Linked DNA regions of Sus scrofa: region 2 is linked to region 1. Evidence: chromatin contacts called from public Hi-C data. All regions are on one chromosome and are shown on one strand. The core of a region is the stretch at or near the end of the contact, and the rest is flanking DNA. Distances in the headings are between cores, read along the strand shown.

What was found. Hi-C and Micro-C count contacts between places; a contact is called where the count stands out from the background.
Region 2: a Hi-C map of embryonic fibroblasts shows a contact between it and region 1, with 2.4 times the contacts expected there. The contact joins the promoter of NUP107 here to the promoter of RAP1B in region 1. A contact is called at or near these places in 2 of 5 promoter capture datasets (fetal liver and liver), 9 of 47 Hi-C or Micro-C datasets (blood, embryonic fibroblasts, heart right ventricle and 3 more) and 2 of 2 datasets of contacts at active chromatin or transcription factors (alveolar macrophages and skeletal muscle).

What each region holds. Positions count from the first base shown.
Region 1 is chr5:32,908,896-32,911,521 of Sscrofa11.1, reverse strand. RAP1B (ras-related protein Rap-1b) reads right to left here and starts at 1,341. Exons shown (of 8, transcript XM_005663969.3): 1 at 1,125-1,341.
Region 2 is chr5:32,988,352-32,990,977 of Sscrofa11.1, reverse strand. It overlaps NUP107 (nuclear pore complex protein Nup107), which reads right to left and starts at 1,317. Exons shown (of 28, transcript XM_021091969.1): 1 at 1,076-1,317. The coding sequence starts at 1,083.

The DNA of each region.
Region 1 (2,626 bases), core at 92-2,591:
TTATGCTACTAGCAAAACAAAAATCTAATCAGGCTGAATCAATTGAAAAATATTAAAATCACAATCTCCATTTAGTGTCAACTTCTACCCCATTAAAAACGAGATTTCCCCTTACAGTAACATAGAACTGCAGAACAAAAATGTTCTAAACTAATAAAAGGGGGTGGGGGAACAGGCAAAGGGGAAACGAATCGTCTGCTTAAATTCACCAAGGATGATCTTTTCTCTAAAAGCCATCGGTTTTTTTCGGAAGAAAAATTCAGATGGCCCGATTCTCTGGGAATAGTTTTAAAAGATTCATGGCGCTGACAGTTTTAGAATTAGACACATCGAGATGGCGAAAAAGAGGACAAACTTCCTGGATTTTCTCTCCCTCTGTAAGAGAAAGAGATTTCCTCTTGCTGACGAAGGGAAAGGCCCCTTTAACAGTTTTTCTCTACGCGGTGGCTGCTGCCAGACTAGGTGGGGCTCCCTCCGCTGCCTTCCTCCTGCCACTTCCCGCAACAAATGGAGCAAGCCAACCCCGTTTCAGGCAAACTTTTCCCCTGTCAAGCTCAAGCCCGCAGGGCGTCGGAGAGTGGTTTCCCCAGAACGCTCCTCACCCCTGCTCGGGACTAGGGGAAGCTGGGTCTTCGCAAAGGACAACTTTCTGGTTTCCGTTCTAACTTGCACTCACACCCGGGAAGGAACGGAGACGGCGAGCGAGGGGGCCAGGGGCGGGGGGACGAGTCTTCCGGGGAGCTGTACGGAACGGCGGGCAGTGGGAGAGGCTGCGGCGGCTGCGGGCAGGAGGGAGCAGGCGGGTGGGGGGGTCCTCGGGCTCTCACTTCCTCCGCCATATTTCAGACATTTGACCCCTTCCGCAAAGCGCGCTGATTCCCCGCGGCGGCCGCGGCGGCTGGTCCCCACCGGCCTGGGAGGCAGCGCCCTCACCCGCACGGCGCCGGGCCCTCGCACCACCTGCCGCGCGCCGAGGCTGCCATCGCCGCCGCCGCCCGGGCCCCCTGACCGCCGCGCGCGCCCCGCCCGGCCCGCGCCGCACCCCACCCGCTCCCCTTAGCCGGCGCCCGGCCCCCGCCTCGCGCTGCCGCTCCCCTCTGCAGCCACGCACGCACTATGCTAACCTCTCACGCTGTCACCGGGTCGCCGCAGCCAGCGTCGCCTCGCGTTCCCTCCGGGTCGCTGCTCCCGGCGCCACGGCGGTCCTGCTGCTGCCGCTGCCGCCGCCGCCGCTCCGGCTGGTTTACACGCCTGACTCTGGGCGAGGTTTGGCGGTGTCGCCTTGACGTCAGGCGTTCAGCCTCGCTCTCGCTTCCGTCCGCGGGCGGGGCGCGCGGGAGCGCGGCCCGGAAAGGGGCGGGGCCTAGGGCGGGGCGAGGGGAGCCGAGGGGCGGAGTCTTCCGCGGCGCCGCAGCGCAAACCGGACGCGCGCGGCGCCCTTCGCGGCATTTTCTCAGCGGCGTTTCTCTCTGTTCCGCACCGCCCCGTCGGCCTTGCTTTGGCTTCCTAGACCCTAGCGGGTTACGTTGCTGCGAGGGGCTTAGAAACCCTCCGAAACTCAAAAGGTGCATCTAAAGCAAACTGTAATCCAGTCGCCAACACTACCAGTTGGTGGTCGCTTATTCCTTTGTGCTGGGGAAAGTAGCTGGAAAAGTAGCAAGGAGCAGTTTCCACACCCAGAGGTCCGGTGAAGGCTCCTAGGCTAGGGCACAGTCTTTTTCATTCTTGAAATGGTTTCTCTTGAATTGTCAAGTATCTTTTCTACCGGTGTCTTAACCCAGGACAACTCTTTCCAAATTACCCTGCCAAACGGAGTTAACTAACCTATGAGGCCAAACAACTTTGTACTCTGTACCTAAATCAGCTATTTATCTGAGTTAAATAGCATAAATACATGACTCTGGCACTTTAAAGGGTTACCCACAGGTAGGTTTATGATGTATTTACTGGGCAACAGAAAGCACTTTCTGTTCCCAAAATGCCTTGTTCTAAAAAAGGCAGTAACTTAAGAGAATTTACCATTATTAGAGAAAAGGCTAAAATTAGAACTACCCTTTATAAAAGGTATTAGCTTTTTTATGAAACTAAGTTTTGAAGGGCAAAAAGATTCAGAGAGAGCAAAGTGCAGGGAAAAGTAGGGAGTGAGAGGGTCATTAAAGACTTTTGCTTAGTTCATAGTTTAACTGCCTTGTTATAAGGTATGGCCCTAAGAAGAAAAAAAAAATGCTAGTAATTGAAAACTAAGTTAAAGGAATAATTAAAAATGAATTATAATTATCCTAAGTTTTCTGTATGTAAGTGCTTTCTAGGTGTTTCACAATTTAGGTTAATTGAATATGTTACATATTTCGGTAATTTCTCTTTCCTTAGAAAAACTTTTTTCTTTTTTTTTTGTCTTTTTGCCTTTCCTAGGTCCACTCCTGCGACATACGGAGGGTCCCAGGCTAGCGGTCTAATCAGAGCTGTAGCCGCTGGCCCACACCAGAGCCACAGCAATGCCAGATCTGAGCCGCGTCTGCAACCTACAGCACAGCTCAGGGCAACGCCAGATCCCTAACCCACTGAGCAAGGCCAGGGACCAAACCTGCAACCTCATGGTTCCTAGTTGGATTCATTAACCACTGAG
Region 2 (2,626 bases), core at 68-2,567, 79 kb before region 1:
CTTCAGATAGCTATCTGTGGCCTACAGAATCAAATTCAAACTTTCAAGCACAGTTTTTACAATTTGATTCCAGCTTACCAGTTCAGGCTTATATTCAGCCACAAACATCACTCCCATACAAAGCTACAGTGAATGTGACCATTCAACTATCCTTTCATATCCTTACACTTTTGTACGTATTATTTCTCTTACAGAGGCCTACATTTGTCTCCTTGGTCTACCTGGTGAATATTTACTTATCAAACAGCCTCCTGGAGTCTGGACACACACAGATCTAGGTTGGTGTCTTGGTTCTCTTATCTGTTAGCTTCCTAACTTTGACCAAGTTCCTTAACCTCTTTTAGCCCCAGTGCTACCTATGAAAAGAGGATCGCAGTAACTATCCTCATAGGATTGTTAGGGAGATTAGCTAATAAAACATTTAAAGCGTACTCATTGTAGGCTAATGTTATTCAAAGACCAACTAGAAAGTTATCTCCTTTGAGAGGTCTTCCGCATACCTTCCAGGACAGGGAGACTTCCGTGCTCCCTCATTTCTCTTCCCAAAGAGCAGTACCAAAAACACCACTTTGTACCGCTCGGTTGTCTCCTCCACTACGCATTCTCCAAGGCCAAAAAGCTTAAATAACTCATCTTTGTCGCAGGTGCCTAGCATAGAGCCAGTGTCACAGAAAGAACTCAATACAGTTAACTATGTGATGCTGCAACTTGTAATGAGAAGGTCTGGGCTGAGATCCCAGTTCCGTCACTGACTGGCTTTGTGATCTCCGGCAGGTAATAGCATCTCGAAGGCCGGGCCACCTCCTACCCCGCCCACCCCAGGAGGGAAAACTGTTGCGCGAAAGTGAACAGATGGTGGAGTCAAGCGGAAACGCAGGGGATTATCATTATCCTTATCCCTCCCAGACCTAGGCAGCCTTTCTTCCATCAGCTGTAGTCCCCCAGCCCAGAAAAGAAGTCCCGGGTCAGCATCCGGGCCTTCCTCGGTTTCCTCCGGGAGTCGGGTTTCACCCATTTCGTTCCTCCAACGGGGAGAGACAAGTGTCCGAGCCCAGCCGTCATCACCAGAACTAACCTGTCCATGGCCACGGCCTTTTCCAACGAGAAGCTTATAAACTCAGATCCAACCTAGCCGCCGCGTTTCGGCCTTCCCGCTCTCCGGAAGCAAACCCTTTGACCCGGAAGCATAGCCTCGCTAAGCCGCTGTAGGAAAAGAGTTGAGTAGCGGGCGGGGAGAAAAAAAAAAAAAACAAAAAACCAGCTCTCCCCTTTGGCGCATGCGCAATTTCTTTTTGCCAGGGGCAGGCGGTTCGGTTTGCGCAGGCGCAAAGGTGTATCTTGTGGTCGACCCAGCCGGGCTCAGCCGGGCAGGGCCAGGGGCGGGGCAGGAGGCGGGACCTGACCGGGTTTAGTGGCGCTGCTCGGCCGCCCCTTTGCCTGATTGGCATTTGTGGGCGTGGTCCAGAAGTAGGGTTCTCCTACTGGGATACTTGACTTGTATTGATAGTTCAGAAAAACGTGAAGTCATTTCCTGGTATTCTCTACGAGAAACAGCCCAGATTTGGAATTGAGATGTGCAGGCTCTGCTCTACACCTCGGGGGTCCGTGTCTCTCTCTTCTTGTACTCATTTTGTTTGAACTGTAGTGTAAACCCCCTACAGGTTTTGAAATTGTTTTCTACAATGGCTATTTGTTCTTCACTTGCTATTTTTCCCCATTAAAGAAAAAAGAATCACTTGTCTTAAAAAGCATGAAAGATGATGGTATTGCCTTCTATTTCAAAGTGCCGGATAGGCAAAAGGTAATATATTCTGGCCCTGAATCAGTGGAAGTTTGGCGAAAGGCATTTACATTATGCTCTAATCCTGGGAAACGTAGTTCCCAGGAAGACGTCTTCATACCTAATTCCCGCTGAGACGACGTGGGGTTTTAAGAAAACGTGGCTTTGGGCTCCAGCTAGGCTCAGAACCCCTGAGCCGCATATTTCTCATCTGTGGAAAGGAGATAACGCCTTTATCACTGAGTTCTTGGGAGGATTAAGAAGCGATGTCCAATGTGCATTGCATACAGCACTCATCGAAATGTTAATTTTCTCCTCTTCCAATAACAGCTTGATCCCCCCCACCAAGTGCTCTCTTGTTTTTTTTCCATCTATGAATTTCCTTGTACAAAAGAGCATTTGTTCTTTTATGGAAACTGAAATGTGGTCTTAATGGTTTTTGGTCAGGGCCAGAGGCAGGTTTATTCAAACTATGAACCAGTGTTTCAGGTTCTTGCTTTGTGTCCTCTGGCAAATGAATTCCAATGTTTGTTTGTGTGTTTAATTTTTAGTTGATTTACAACGTGCCAATCTCTACTATGCAGCAAAGTGACCCAGTCATACATACATATATATTCTTTTTCTTATATTAATCTTCCATCATGGTCTATCCCAAGAGATTGGATATAGTTCCCTGAGTTATACAGTAGGATCTCATCCAATATGTTTTATTCATATAATATACTTGAAGTGTGTAAGGCACACAATAAAAGGGAAGAGCAGTTTGGGGCATTAACTCGGTGTTTAATTCAAGTGAAAAGAGAGAATACTTGTGGAAAAGTGCGCTGAGGTTCATTTTGACATGAT